4 separate regions of the Mus musculus genome follow, and regions 1, 3 and 4 are each linked to region 2. The links are chromatin contacts, called in public promoter capture Hi-C maps. All regions are on one chromosome and are shown on one strand. The core of a region is the stretch at or near the end of the contact, and the rest is flanking DNA. Distances in the headings are between cores, read along the strand shown. Region 1 holds the start of Ptp4a2 (protein tyrosine phosphatase 4a2). Region 2 holds the start of Gmeb1 (glucocorticoid modulatory element binding protein 1). Region 3 holds the start of Pef1 (penta-EF hand domain containing 1). Region 4 holds the start of Ccdc28b (coiled coil domain containing 28B).

The links. Promoter capture Hi-C pulls out the DNA fragments that hold promoters and counts their contacts.
Region 1: a promoter capture Hi-C map of liver shows a contact between it and region 2, with 2.4 times the contacts expected there. The contact joins the promoter of Ptp4a2 here to the promoter of Gmeb1 in region 2. A contact is called at or near these places in 3 of 39 promoter capture datasets (liver and pre-B cells).
Region 3: a promoter capture Hi-C map of liver shows a contact between it and region 2, with 2.9 times the contacts expected there. The contact joins the promoter of Pef1 here to the promoter of Gmeb1 in region 2.
Region 4: a promoter capture Hi-C map of liver shows a contact between it and region 2, with 5 times the contacts expected there. The contact joins the promoter of Ccdc28b here to the promoter of Gmeb1 in region 2. A contact is called at or near these places in 2 of 39 promoter capture datasets (liver and pre-B cells) and 1 of 9 other capture datasets (liver).

What each region holds. Positions count from the first base shown.
Region 1 is chr4:129,819,138-129,822,745 of GRCm38.p6, reverse strand. It overlaps Ptp4a2 (protein tyrosine phosphatase 4a2), which reads right to left and starts at 2,267. Exons shown (of 6, transcript NM_008974.4): 1 at 2,145-2,267.
Region 2 is chr4:132,259,376-132,262,966 of GRCm38.p6, reverse strand. Gmeb1 (glucocorticoid modulatory element binding protein 1) reads left to right here and starts at 1,418. Exons shown (of 10, transcript NM_020273.2): 1 at 1,418-1,476. Gm28874 (a long non-coding RNA gene) reads right to left here. Exons shown (of 2, transcript XR_390809.4): 1 at 2,367-3,591.
Region 3 is chr4:130,106,129-130,110,206 of GRCm38.p6, reverse strand. Pef1 (penta-EF hand domain containing 1) reads right to left here and starts at 2,651. Exons shown (of 5, transcript NM_026441.4): 1 at 2,557-2,651. The coding sequence starts at 2,580. Gm40258 (a long non-coding RNA gene) reads left to right here and starts at 2,089. Exons shown (of 2, transcript XR_868200.3): 1 at 2,089-2,606.
Region 4 is chr4:129,621,812-129,625,657 of GRCm38.p6, reverse strand. It overlaps Ccdc28b (coiled coil domain containing 28B), which reads left to right and starts at 1,750. Exons shown (of 6, transcript NM_025455.2): 1 at 1,750-1,844; 2 at 2,871-3,058. The coding sequence starts at 2,895. It overlaps Gm34305 (a long non-coding RNA gene), which reads right to left and starts at 2,872. Exons shown (of 4, transcript XR_376684.4): 1 at 2,456-2,872; 2 at 1,905-2,024; 3 at 1-1,769.

The DNA of each region.
Region 1 (3,608 bases), core at 1,018-3,517, 2.4 Mb after region 2:
AAACATTTTTAATCCAATTCTTATCATCTGTGTGACCTGGGACAAGCTACTGAACAAAGTGCCTGCTGCCCATGCGTCTCTTATCTCACTAAGTCCAGGGGGCACATCACCAAACCCCCAGTGCCTAGCAAACAAACAGAAGCATCTCAAAAAGCCTGCCAAACAAATGCCAACAAGGCTAACCTCCCCTTCGTGGCGTGATAAATGAATATTAAAGGCACCTGAAGCATAGCAGCACTTATTACTAATCACTCCCACCTCCCAGGAAAAGACAATTCTGCCTCTCAAGCAGGGGATGCCAGTTTCTGAGAGGACACACTAAGAATACACCATTCATTTCTACCCAAGCTTAGTGGGGTCATGCCTGCCATGTTAGCAGCTGGAAAGCTGCAGCAAGAATACCACAAATGTCAGGCCAGCAGTTAAGTTCCAGGCCAGGCTACAGGATGAGACCTGACCTCAAAAGAACTATGATAGATAACTTCATATTGAATTTTGTTGTAATTCTATACCCACTATCACAAAGAACCACCTTTTTTTTTAACTTTCCTTATTCCCAACATTTTTTTGTAGTAGTGTCACTAGGAATTAAACTGAGTTCTTCTTTGTACGAGGCAGTGCTCTACGGCAGAGCTATCCTCAGATCCCTTTTACTATTTTGAACACCCCCCCTCCTTTTTTTTTTTTTTTTTACTATTTTGAGATTTAGGCCTCACAAAGTTTCACAAACTGCCCCTGAAACCTTCCATCCTCTGGCCTCTGATGCCCGAGGAGCTGAGATCACAGACCTCTGCCACCAGGCTCAGTTTTACTCACTTATTTCCAATTACCTTCTATGATTACATCATTAAACAGAAAATCTTTATCAACAGTTCATCTCAAATCCCCAACTCAGCCTACTTATATACCTATACCTTTAACACTTGGGAGAGACTTGAGGCAGGAAGATCAGAGTTCAAAGCCAACCTGTTATGAAGCATTTGAGATGATACCAAATCAAGAACCTATTTGGAACTTCTAAAAGTCCAATAAAACAAATGAAACAAAAGAACTTCTTCTGCATCCCCCATAGAAAAAGTCCATTAACAATTCTTTCCGATCATCCGATCCAAAACTAAGAGTGTCAGGATCAAAAAACGAAGCTCTGATAATGTGAGTTCTTCTATAGTCTTAGTTTCCTCTTGCACACTAACAAGGCTCAACTTCTCTCACTTCCTGTCTGAAACAGCTCAGTAACACAGAGCGGGGAAGCAAGTAAATACCATATACTAATCCAGCAATAGCGACTCCAAACTGAAACATTTGCTGAATGCCTACAATGACGCTAGATTAGTCACTTTATACTTCGTGACAAATCCAAGGGCAGAAACTAAACTATGGCACTTTATCGATATTTATGACCGTTTCTTAGGCGCTTTTCTGCAGAAGGATACGAGAGAGTCACAGATAAAAGATACCGCGGCTTACCTCATTAAATAGCCTTGACCTCAACACTGAGCATTTGCCAAAAAAAAAAAAGTTTACGCTTCCGAATACTTTACCGGCTAAAACTCAGACTCCGGGACAAGAGTCAAGCTTGGATGGTTAGCGCTGGGAAATGGGGGTGGGGAGGATGGCAAAGACATCTCTGGAAATTCATAAATTTACAATACATTTTTACGAAAAGGGGAAAGAACGCCAGAGATCAGCGTCACGGGAGACTCAGACCCTTTTCTCTTACTTGACTGCAACTCAGGGATCCCACGCTTGAGTGAATTAAGTCCCTGGACGCGAAGGGTTCCCTATCAACACAAAGACCAAGGGGCCTCCAGGATGCCTGTGCTCACGCGCCGGACAAACGCAGGCGCACCCCTGCACACCACCTAGTCCGCCACGCTCCTCCTCGTCCCCACTCGCTCTCACCACACCTTCGCCCCCACAAGGACACATGCTGCCCGCACACGCACCTTCTCCCGCATTCTTCTACGCTCTCTCGCTCTCTCGCTCGCTCACCCCACCTCGAGCCGCGCTCCCCGCCCCTGGCCCGGCCCGGCCCTCCTTCCGGGGACGTGTCTCGGGCCTGCTCTAATGGCAGCGGCGCCTCCCGCCCTCCCCTGCCCGAGGCCCGGGCGCCGCGCGGGGCCGCCCGGGAGGGGCGCACTCACGCTGGCAAGCTGGGGACTGGGCATTGAAGGCCGGCGGAGGCGGGAGCGAGGAGGCGCCTCTCTCCTCAGTCACCTCGGCGGCGGCGGCGGCGGCGGGAGCGGCGGCGGCGGCGGCGACGACTCCCCCCCAGCCTCGGCGCGCGACACCCGGCCCGGCCCGGCGGCGGCGGCGGCGGCGCGTGTCCACGAGTCCGTCTTGCTGCTGCTACTGTTGCTGCCGCGACCGCCGCTGTGTTCCCCCCCCGCTGCCGCCGCTGCCCCCGCTACCGCCGCTGCCCGCTGGCGTCGCCTCGCGCCGTGCCCGGCCGCTGCTGCCGCTCCAGCCGCTCCCGGACGAACGACGGTTACAGCCCGGCCGATCGCGCCGCCGCCACCACCGCTGCGCGCGCAGCCGGACCAGCTCCCGCCGCCGCCCCTCAGGGGGCGCTGCGGGGCGCGGCGCGCGCGGCGCAGCCACGCCCTCGGAACCGATGATTGGCTGCCGGCGGCTCGCGGCGGTTGGCCCCACCCACTCTGCCTACAGAGCTTTGACCCACTGCCCTGGGCGCCTCCCGCGCTCCGCCTCCGCGTGGCTTGCTGCGCTCGGCACTGGGGGCGACGGAAGGCGTATACATGTGACCGGCGCGGGGTGGGGGTAGCGGGGTGACGAACGTGGCTGAGGGAAGCGCCCGCCCACTCTGCGACTCGCCCATCCGCACCTGGGTCTAAGTTAGCGCCTCTGGCCACCCAGTGACCCGCAAGGTCGCGGGCGGATTCCGGATCCCGGGAGGCGCCTCGAGCCAGATCCCGCTGGGTCTGGGACTGGGACTGGGCGGCAACCGGGGCCTGAGCTCGGGGATTTCCAGCTCAGAAGTGGGGAACCGAGTACCTTATACTTGGCTGTCCTTCCTGGAGGCCTCGAACATCTCTGCGAAGTCTCTCTGCCCTGCTCCCCAGACCTCTATCGGGCAAGCAACACACAGACTCTTTAGATACGGAAATGCAGAATTAAGGAAAAAGTTTTTTCCTAGGTATTCTCAACTATTAAGCGGAATACTGTCTTCACAGCACAGATACTCTTCAATACTTAAATAAAGTATGAAGAATGGGCGTGATTAAAAAAAAAAGTCTGGCGGTGGTGGCCTATGCCTTTAAACCCAGTTCAAGGCCAGCCTGGTCTACAGAAAGAAAGCACCTCTAGAATTGGAACTGGGAATAGAACTCTGGGAAAAGCTTGCCTTGCATGTGAGGCCCTAAATTCAACTCTTGGGAGCCTCAAAAAAAAAAAAAAGTTTGAGTTGGATTTTAACAGTTTTGAAGATTATCTTAGAGATTCTCTAATGGAAGGAGGTTTTTTGTGTTGTGTTGTTTTGTTTTGTTTTTGTTTGCCTTTTGCTTTTGAAACCTGGCCAGAAGTTATAAGCCAGTTCATGCATCTTGATTTCTTGTTTGGAAAATGTGGTTACCCGGTGAGTTGGGAGGCTG
Region 2 (3,591 bases), core at 169-2,668:
ACACTGACTGCTCTTTCAAAGGTCCTGAGTTCAAATTCCAGCAACCACATGGTGGCTCACAAGCATCTGTAACAATATCTGATGCCCTCTTCTGGAGTGTCTGAAGACAACAGTGTACTTACATATAATAAATCTTAAAAAAAAAAAACCCGCTCTCACACACTTATATATCTTTTTTAAAAATCACATTTAGAGTGGTGGCATACTCCTTTAATCCCAGCACTTGGGAGGCAAAGGCAGGCGGATTTCTGAGTTCGAGACCAGCCTGGTCTACAAAGTGAATTCCAGGACAGCCAGGGCTACACAGAAAACCCTGTCTCAATTAAAAAAAAAAAAAAAAAAAAAATCACTATGTAGGTTCGAGTGGTGGAACTCAGGTGGTCAGGAGCCTGCACCCAACGTGCCATCTCTACACACACACACACACACAGCCCACAACCTGCCCTTTGGAAGCAAAGAAGACAGATACAACACAATGTCTATAGGAAGAAAGATGGGAAATAACCCTTGTGGGTCTTCTGCACGTGTTCTACCTACCGACCTACTTCCCTCCTCACACCCCTCATCTCTACGTTTGGCTTGCTTTTTTTTTTTGAGACAAGGTCTCATTATGTAGCCACAGCTGGCCTAGAACCCACTATGTAGACCAGGCTAGACAGGAATTGTGGAATTAAAAGCGTGTACCACCAGCACGTGCCGACGTTCCTGTTTAACTTTCAAAGATGAGAATGAAAGAGTAAGGTGGCTCTGAGGAATTTATAAACCAAAAGCATCTAACCCCAAGGCCTGACCACATTGCCTTAAAGCTTGTCAGTTACTATTCCCCGGCCTCAGAAACTTGCCCAAGTACTTTTCAAGTATCATTTCATTGTACATGAACGACATGTACCTTTCGGGAAATAGGTGGCTTAGAGTTGTCAAGTCACTGCACAGTTGTTGTACCGGTTCCAAGGAAGTTCAAATTTGAACTCCGAACCCGGACAAGCAGGAAAACCTGCGCAAAGAGCCATGGTTTGGACGCGGGAAGGGGTTACTATCTATGCTCAGCAGCATCTTTTCATTCCACATTGGTAACCTGAAATCCTGATAAATTGTAAGCGTCAATAAAGAGGATTTGGAGAAAGAAAAGCCCTAGTCCTCCACAAGAGTCAGGGCGAGATGACCTCTGCATCTAAACCTTATTCAGTCCCCTGGGGCCTCCCGCGACTTCTCCAACACTGCCTTTCTAGGACCGAAGGCCTAAGCTCTCAGGCTCCCCTAAATCGCTAGGCTGAGGGGGGAGGTGTATCCCCTGCGCGGCCCGCAATAAGGACGCGTCCCCTTTAAGGCGCCGGCTCGCCCGCCGCGGCGGCCGGAAGTGCTGGAGCCCGGCTTGGCGGCGGCGGTGGCGGCGGCCGCCGTGGCGGCTTTGTGCGCATGCTCCGTCGCCCGCCCGCCCTGGCCGCTCGCCGCCCGCCCGCCCGCCCGACGGAGACGGTGAGGAGGGGGAGGGGTGGGCGCGCGGCGCGGCGAGGGCTGGGGGCGGGGGGGGGCGGGCGCGGGGGCCGCGCGGCGGCCGGCGACGGCGACGGCGAGGGCGAGGGCGAGGGCGGGCGGGCGCGCAGGGGGCGGGGGGCTGCTGCCTCCGCGGGCGCCTCCCCACGCCCTGTGCGTGCCGCCGCCGCCGCCGGGGAGCGAGCGGACGTCGCGGCGCCGCGGGGGGGGTGGGGGGACGCTGCCGCTGGGTCCGCCCGAGCCGCCGGGCCGCCCCCAGCGTGGCCGGCCGGGCCTAGGCTCCGGGTCCTACGAACCCCGTACTGGGCGGGGGTTGGGGGGGTGGGGAAGGCTCGGCGCCCCCGGACCGAGGGGCCCGGAAGTCCTCGCGGAGGGGCCAGGGGAATCCCTCCCCACCCCAAAAATACGGGGTTTGGGAGCTTGGGCCTTGCGCGGAGGAGCTGGGTCAGGCCTGGGTCGGGCCGGGTCGGGGGAGAGGGCGGCGTGCTGGGGTGGGGGTGGGGTGCAGGGAATAGGGTCAAGCCTTCGCCCGAGGGGAGAGGCCTGGGCCACCAGACCTGGAGAGGAGGAGGAGGAGGAGGAGGAGGAGGAAGGTCCTTTGGAGGGCTTAGGAGAGGAGGCAGCGTCCTTCCCAAGATGAAGGGCAGTAAGAAGGAGAAGGGTCCCCGTGAGGGCTTCAGAGTGGAGGGCCTCCGGTGGCTAGGTGGAGAGTAGGGTGGTTTCCTGCGTCAGGAGACGAGGGAAGCCTAAGGTTATGGGGTTAGTGAGAAGGTACTTGCTGGGAAGAGGGTACCCCTTGCTTTCAGAAATGACAGGGAATTGGCCAGGTGTCCTCGGTTTGAGAGGCAAGAGAAATGTGGGCAGAATCTTACCCGAGGGTCTTGACCTGGCTGTCCAAGGAGCAAGGAAACCCTGAGCTCTCAAAATGCGACCTGTTACTGACTCTAGGAGAACCAGGAAGTAGGGGTTTTCTCCACATCTGTACACTCTTGCCATCTGCCCAGCCCCCTTTCCTTGGCTAGTATTATGGAACGTTTTCATAAGAGCTTGGGCCTAACGCTTCTAATTTTTCAACCATATAATAACTTGTTTTTCTTTTATACTTAAGTTCATTGAGTAGGTGTATTTGAGCTTTGTTGGGTTAGTTTGGGCCCTGTTTTGATTTCTTACACTCTTAGAGGGGTGACTTTTAAAAACGTATTCCTTGATTCCTTCAAACACCTATATAGGAGTCTCCATCCAATCTGTGATTTATATAGAACTTCACTTCCTCTGGATACTTCCTGCAGAGTGAAATGACCTTGGGTTCATTATATCTGAGTTCACTTTGGCTGAACAACCAAGTGCATACGGTGGACTTAGTGAGTTTTGTGCTTAAGTAATAAAGTTGCAAATTGGAGACTTGTTGTTGGTTTTGGCTATTTATTTGAGACTGGGTTTCTCTGTGTGGCTCTGGCTGTTTTGGAACTGGCCTCCAATTGTTTAGGTATTTGAGACAGGGTATCTCTGTAGTCCTTACTGGCCTTGCACTCAAGAGATTTACCTGCCTCTGCCTTACGAGCGCTGGGATTAAGGGCATATGCCATCATTGCCTGGCTTTTGTTTGTTTCTTTTTGAGATAAAGTCTCCTTTTAGTTTGGCTGGTGTCAAACTCAAAAGAGATTTCACCTGCCTCTGCCTCCAAAATATGCCAGGCTGCTCTGTATGTTAGTTATTTGACACCGGGGCTCACTATGTAGCCCTGGCTGGCTTTGAACTTATGGTAGTCTTGCCTCAGATGCCCAGGTTCGTGCTTGTAGATGGGAGATGATCATACCAAGCACGTGCTTGCTTTTCTTTTCTTTTCTTTCTTTTTATTTTCTTGGCATCTTTCTCTGTAGCTCTGGTTTGACTGGCACTTGCCGTGTAGACCAGACCGACTTTACACTTGCATATCTTTCTGCTTCTGCCTCTCCTGGGCTAAGATTTTAAATTTAGATTTATTACCTGGCACGGTGGCACACGCTGTTCTTCCTGTCCTCACTCACTTGTAAAGCAGCAGCAGGCAGATATCCTAGTCTGAGGCCAACTACATTGCATGTTCCAGCCTGTGTCTCA
Region 3 (4,078 bases), core at 1,402-3,901, 2.2 Mb after region 2:
GAGGAGGCGGACAACTCTAAGGTGGGAATAAAAGCTATATTTCTTCTTCTATTCCAGACATTTCCTTCTAGTGCTCCCTTTCAGTATTCTGCCCTCAACAGAAGCCCAGGCAGCCTGGCAAAGTAACCGTCACGGCAATGGCAGGGAGTGTCACCGCCACGCCACACCCTGTGCACCCGTGACTGCAGAGCTCCCTACAGGCTGTGCAGCATCCCACCCTTCTCGCACCCTTTCCACAGGCCCTATTCCTCCCTTTCTGTGGTAAGAGAATTAAAGCCCCGAGCCATTACATGATGTAGCCAAGGGCATATAACATTTAAGTGGGTAGAGCTGGATTCTTGCCCAGGACACTGCTTCTAGAGTGTATACAAATCATTCCTAACACGTATTAAGACGTAGATTACTGGGGCTAGGAGGATCACTCTACTGGTATACTGTGTGCCATGAAAGCAAGACAACCTACTTGCACGGATCCTCAGCCAGGTAGGACAAAGTATGCCCGGGGAGGCAGAGGCAATGAAGATCCCTCACTGGCTAGATAATCTGGCTCAGTGAGTTCCCTGTTCATTGAGAGATGGCCTCAAAAAATAAGTTGGGGAACAACTGAGAACTGAGGCAGCCACTCAATTGTCAACTTTTGGTTTACAGATGTTTACTGTCCCCACACAGGTAAATACACACACACCCCTCACAATTTGGGGGTGGGATCTGTGCCATCTAAGCTTAGAGCAGGTCTTAGATGGGGCCCAAATCTGTCCTTTAAACAAGCTCTCAGGTAATTCTGATACAAACCAGCCACTAAAAATATGTACTATGGGAATGCTTTCCCAACCTGAGCTCCCGTGGAACACCAGCTTGTCACAAAACAATGAGCAGACGTAATTCAAAACAGATGGGGTAGGGTGGTCCCTGGTTAAGAAAGTTTTTAGGACTATGACGCATTCTATGACTTTCTGGGAGATTTGCAGTGAGCATTACCACGCTGTATTAACAGAGCAGTTCCCAAGCTTGCTTAACCACAGGATCCTCTATCAAGAGCACCCATTAACATCTCACAAAACCCAGCAAGTGGGGCGGAGTCTGGGAAGCCAGGCTGTGGTAGTTCTTCCTACTTGGAGCCCACACTGGCCTCTACTCACTTCTGCCAAGTATGCAATAAGTGGAATTCAAAGCTCTAACCCTGGCCTCACCCTCACCAGCTATGTGAGACCTCTAAGCCTCTCTGGGTTTGCTCCTCAGCTATAAGTCAAAATAATAAGCCCTGCATGCTTACAGGGTCTTCATATGGGCACAATGGGGGCCCAACTGCTGTGTGGGAGCCAGCAAGATGACTCAGTGGGTAAAGGGGCTTGCTGAAAGGCCCAAGAAGGTTGATCCCCAAGACCCACATGATAGAGAAAAAAATAATTCCTGTGCATGTGCACATGTGTAGCCGCCCTCTCCCCACCCCCAACACACACACAAAGTAAATGTAAGAAATGCTATATAAACCACATAGGCCTTTAAATATCTTTTAGTCTGTGACTATGGCCAATCAAAGCTTGGTAATAACCCATTTGACTTTGCATTCCACTTTCCATACATGAGACTAATCTCTTAAACTACTCTGTGATCAGGACGATTATTTTGTCCAAATTATTTCGAAGTGAGGGGCCTGCTTTGAAAACTCCTACAAAGTGATGTTACACTTTACCGTATAGCATAGCATATGCCTACAGGAATCACATCGTTCTTCCTAATAACTCTGTGAGGGGTGGACTCTTACTACTTGGTCCATTTTATGAGAGGAAACTGGATCAGGAAAAAAAAAAAAAAAAAAAAAAGACTTAAAACTAATGCGGCAAAGATCTGGCTCCACTTTTAACTCAAAACTGCATTTGGCACCTCTATGTCACCTAATTCTGGCCACAAAATAAATCACACTGAAATGATGTTCCCGGCTGGTTCAAGGCAGGCTAGAAAGGAAGGAAGAAGCAGTTGCAGACAACCCAAGTTCTGACCTTGGCTCTGCTGCCTAACTACTTGGTAACTTAGATAAACTCCATATCTTCTCTGGGTTTCACTTTTCCTACGTGTGAAAGGACGCTGGACAACCGTGAGGGGTGTAATCTCACTTCTGGTACCTCCTACCACTGATTGTCCCGAGATTATTCGGTCGCAGGACGGTGCTGAGAGAGTCGGGCAACTTGTTTTTATCAAGTTACGCCCAGAAAGACTCCAAGGGAAAAAGAGCTCTAAACGCCTCGAGAGCACAGAGGACTCCGCCCCACGGAGACCTGAGTTAAGCACCCTGGTCCGGTTCAGCCCGGATCAATTCACAGCAAAACCCCCAAAGCCAGTTTTGCGCAATATAAACAACCCCTCGAGTGGTCCTATGTGACGTAAAACGAGCGCGACGGACTGGCCCTCCTGTTTCTCGCTCACACAGAGTCTTGTTGAAGTAAACCTCTGCGTGAAAAGGCTGCGGATCAAGTGGGGAGAAAGAGCCGAGGATGGAGAGTGGTACCGGATCTATAGACAAGCCCAAATATTGACGCAGGGGCCACTACAACTCACCTGTCCGTTTGGATAGCTGGCCATGGCGGTTATGACGTCACACAACTGTGGTAGGCGGAGTTTCCTGCTCCCAATGCCGCTCCTGGTTGGATTTTGGGGCGGGTCCGATTGTGATTGGACGGACAGGCTGTCAATCTTCCGGTCAACAAACGGAAGTCACAGGCGGTGAGCTGGTACCTTACAGAGGGCTGGGTAGGAGTGTCCGGAAGTGTTGTTGACCGTAGTGGCTCGTTTGTTTTTATTTTTCGTGACCTGCAGCGGACCTCGGGCCTGGCCAGCTGTAGTTATCTAATGGGGAGACTTGGTCAGTTGTTTCTGTGGTGGCCATATTATAACCTGGCAAGGCCATATTATAACCTGACGCATATTAGTTACGTCACTGTCGTGATCACTTTACTTCTAACGCCCAGGCGGTTGCCATGGCTACTGAGAACTTAAGCCTTTCCTGGAATGCAGGTGCCATTTAGAACGTGGGTACTAAACAGACCCGTGGACAGTGGAGAAAGGTCAGACCGCCAGAAGAGAAGGAAAATTAAGATGTCACGGTGCTCCTATCTTTATGTATGGGGAAACTGAGGCTCAGAAAGGCAATGACTTAGTTACCTAAACTCACAGTGAGTTCCTCAGCAAAGTACGGCCTAGAACTAGTGTCAGTAGATGACTAGGTCTCAACAAGGAGGTTTTATTCCCTCTGTAGGTCAAATCACAGTTCCTAAGTTACCAACTTTCCTGTACTTGGCTCTTGGGGTTTAGGTTCTAAACTTGGTTGCATGTTTATTTGATTAGTTACATTCCCACGTGGCCGGGCCTGGTGGCACATGCCTTTAGTCTCAGCAGGCAGAAGCAAGCATACATACATAGACAGTTCCAGTCTAGCCATGGCTGCATAATGAGGCTCTGTCTCAAACAACAACAGCAGCAGCAGCAACAACAAAAACTCTCATGTGGACAAGAATTGTGTTTGATTTGCTTATAATTGTATCCCCAGTATCTACAGTGCCAACACTATACTTTTTAAATAAAAAGTCCTGAGCTTTCAATCTAGCCAGGCACTTTCCACAGTCCCACTGCTGATCGTGGTACTGGCCATAGGACAGTCTGCAAAGCACGGTCCTCATCCTTACCTGCAGAGGAAGACAAGTCTGGTGATCCAGTTCCTTCGTGATCTGGCCCAGCCTTACCCACCAGCGCCCCGCTGGCTTATTTCTTTGCTCAGCTTCCCCCTCAGCACTGGCGTTAGTGAGCAGATCCTGTTGTTCGTTTTCTTTTTTAAACAGTTTCTAGCTGTGTGATCTTGAAGAAGTCATTTAACCTCTCTGAGTCACAGTTTTCTGGAATACAACTTAGGAAAATGCTAACTTAAAAATGAACTAGTCACAGCCTCTCACACTCAGGGTTACAACACTCATTCATAAAGACCAATGGCCTCTCACATCTACTCCTCCTGTCCCACCCTCTCTTTAACACCTCCCCCCATGGCTCCCAGCTCATTAGCCACTCCTCTCAGTCCCTCCAGTACTGC
Region 4 (3,846 bases), core at 501-3,000, 2.6 Mb after region 2:
GGGTGGCTCCCCAGATGCTAGAGAGGATCTGCTCCTTCAAGTTGCCTTTTGTTCTCCATATATACAGCTTGACACCCACCGCCACTCATGCACTGGTGCTCATATAATACATGTAATTTTTAAAAAAAAACGTAGCTACTGAGAGGAAACAAAGCTTTAAAGCAGAAGTCCTGAGAAGGACAGACAAGTCATGACCTCATCCAATACTCAGTTGAACCTAGTGTGGGAGAACATGCCTTTAACCCAAAGGCAGAAGCAGACTAGTGAGACAGGTGCCCAGGAGGGTGAGGGGAGAGATGAGGTTTGTGTTTAGGTGTTCCTTAGGAGTTCAGAGCAGACCCAGAGGGCCTTGAGGACCTATTGAAGGAAGGTGTTCACACAGCTGAGTAAGGGGTAGGAAGCTACTGGGTCTGTGCTCTCGCCCTCCTGGGGAAATGCGCATGCGCGCGGCCTTAGTAGTTCCCTAATTCAGCTGGTTTCCTCTAAGGGACACTGTAGGTGGCCTCAGCCAGCACCAGGTCTCTGGGTTGGTTGGGCAGAAAAGATGGAACTGCTCAGCTTTATAGGGGCTGTCCCTTGATTCCTTCTAGCCAGAAGCGGTAGACAAATTGATTCTAAAAGTCCTCCAGTAGGGGTGGAGAGGATTCCTTTCCTGCCTCCGCATCAGGAGCTTGCAAGCGCAAGTGGCTCCGCAAAAGCTTCTGGCTCCTCAGGGAAGCAGCTGAAGGTGGCAACCCCGGGTGCTCCTGGGCCCACTGTCACTTTGATGAACGAAGCTGGCACCCTGCTCCAGCAGCAATTCTGAGAGGAAAGGGACCTTCCAGCGTGCTCCCCTCCCTCCGGTTCTTGGTTGTTTAGAAGTCTTGGATTAGAGTTGCTTCCTAGAGCAGTTTGCATGTTAACAGCACCTGGAAAAGATCCCAGAAGCAACACCTCTGGGTGCCCACAGCCAGGGAAACCTACTGTTGTTGCTAAAGGAAAAGGGAAGATGGATGCTTTGTTGCCTAGGTCGCTTTAATTTGAGCCTGCTGGGCAGCCTGACACCCTCTCCTGTGGCATCGGATGCTGTTCTGGAGATCTGAACCAGACTCCTCTGCCAGATCTTCAAATAGCCTCATTGGTGGGACCTCCCTCCTCCAGCAGCACAACCGCCAACAGTTCTGGGCCAGCCTCCTTCCGGAGCTCTCACGCCCCACCTCCTGCCAGCCTGCTTGGGATCCTATTTGCTCTGGTTCGGAGGTGGGGAGAGGCCCTGTCAGTTCTTCAGCGCTTACAGGCTAGGAGTATCTGGATGTCACAGGACAGCGACCGTGCCCAGGAATGAGTGACAATTGATTATTTTCCGTAAAATCGGGATAACAGTTATGTCTCAGGATTGAATGTACATAAAAGGCTTAACAGGGTGCTGGGTACTGATTGTCTTTGTTCCTTCTGGTGTCCGCCCCTCATTTTCCCGTATACTTATATATTGCCTCTGCCCACACATTCATTTAGCCCCATCATTTCCCTACCACCCCTGCTGCAAACAAAGCCACCACCATTTTGTAAGGGATCCCCTCCAAACGTGACAAGAAAAGGAAATGATTTTAAATCCATATCCCGTAACTAACAGTGCTCCTTTAGTTCTTGTGGGAGGTAGGGAAGGGGAACTGTTAAATCGACGGAAGTACTCTCCTCCGGCTCCGCTCCCAGGGAATCCAAAGAGGGCTACTTTCTCTTTAAATGCAAATCATCTCCAGCCAGCTTAGCTCCCTCCAGCTCCAGTTCCCCTGAGGAGAGAGAAAGCAGGGTGAAGGGAGATTGCAAAGAAGCACTGTTTCACACTCCAGACCCCAAACTTCCAGGTCAGTAGAACCCCAAGGGGGCGAGAAGGGAGTGAGGAGGATGGGGGCGGGGTGCCGCACCTGATGCTTGTTTTTTGAAGCCCGAATTGAGAACTGAATCTTTCCTTAGGCACATCTCAGGCGGATCACAGTCGCTCTGGCTGCCGCTTCCATCAGGTCTCTTACTGGGTCACACTGCTGCTACATGGAGAGAAAAAGAGTTCTGTCTCCCACCACCACCACCCCCCACCCCACCCCCGAGCCCCACTGATGCCACCCAGCTGTTCCATGCCAGCTTAAACGCTTAATGTTCCGATTTGACCATCGCCCTCTCGGAAGTAAAGTGAGGGAGCTGAGACCTCCCCTGGAGAGGACCTCAGCAGACCAGATACCTAGGTGATGGGGCTGTAGGGGAGTCAAGCTAAGCTAATCAAGTCAGAGTTACATTGTTGGAGGTCTAGCCCCTAAAGACTTTCTAACTAGAAAAAGAAGAGACTAGAAGCTGTCCTGGGAACTTCTGGGCAGCCCTGGCATGTGTAGTTGAAGTGAAGTGGAAGAGAGGCCAGTGATGAGCCGGCTATTCCTGGTCCATATGATTGACACCAGGGTATTTCCAGGTGTCCCTGCCTTACCTTGGTTGCACCTCATGCAGTTAGTCAGTATCCGCTGCCATATACAGACCGTTGCCTAGCAAATGGCCTCCTGATCCTCAGCTTGCTCCCCTAGTCACATCCACCCTGTCTCCTGAGCATCTTCCTCTACAGCCCCAGGCTCTGGGCTGTAGTGACAGGAAAACAGCAAGATGACCCTGGTCTGGGCCAGCCCTCTCCAGCAGGCAGATGGGGCTGTCAGGAAGAAAAGGGCTTTGCTGGCCTTGGGAGGTCCTTCAGATGCATAGCTACAGTCCAGCAGCAGGCTGGCATATGACCCTGTACAGACAAGAGGACAGAGCTCCTGACTGATGGACAAAGATACATCTGAAGACCCTTCCTCTCAGACGAAAGAGGGTGCTGAGTGAAGGGATGATTTTGCCCCCTTCCTTCCCAGACCTGAGGTCCAACACACCACCCAATGGAAGACAAAAAGAAGAAACGGAGTCCTAAGCCCTGCCTGACCCAACCAGCACAGGCCCCAGGCACACTGCGCAGAGTCCCTGTGCCCACCAGCCACAGTGGCTCCTTGGCTCTGGGACTCCCTCATTTGCCATCACCCAAGCAGCGAGCCAAGTTCAAGAGGTGAGTAGGGAGGGGCTCTTGGCCAGACTGGAGACTCCCAGGTGTGAGCCGAGCACTGTGTAAGGAGGACCTGCAGACATCGACATCGCTGCTGAACAGCAGCCAATGCCTTACCCATTCACTGGGGATGTAGACCCGACGTGTCCTCAGGTACATAGAGACCACTGGCTCTAGCTCTGAGGAGGGAGTGAGTGAGTGTGACTGTGAGAGGAAGCTGCTAGACACTGATGAGGGGAGGTGATAATCAAGACTGAGAATGCCATGAGAACCAAGACACTGATGGAAGGGCCCCAGGAGTGTAGGGATAAACACCAGGGAGGACGATTCCTTCCTTTTAAATTCATTGTATTTTGGTCACCACGCTGGGAGATTGACCTCAAGATACTGATACTGGGCAAGTGCTCTCCCACTGTGCTTTCTCCCTCGCCCATTTAAGTTCTCTGCTCAGTTCTTTTTAAATAATGGAAGTCTGGCTGCAAGTGGTAGTGCAGGGCCATCATCCCAGCCCTTGGGTGGCAGAGGTGCAGGATCAGGAGTTCACAGATCATTGGCTACATAGAGAGTTTGAAGTTAGCCTGGGTTAGAAGAGACCCTACCTCAACAAAAACAAAACAAAACCAATGTTAAGAATTTTGGTGGCCAGGTGCGGTGGCACATGCCTTTAATCCTAGCATTGGGTGGCAGAGGCTGGTGCATCTCTCTGAGAACAGCTTGGACTACACAGTGAGTTCCCGCCAAGTCAAGGCTGAATAGTTAGACCTTGTCTCAAAAATAACAAAACAAAAGAT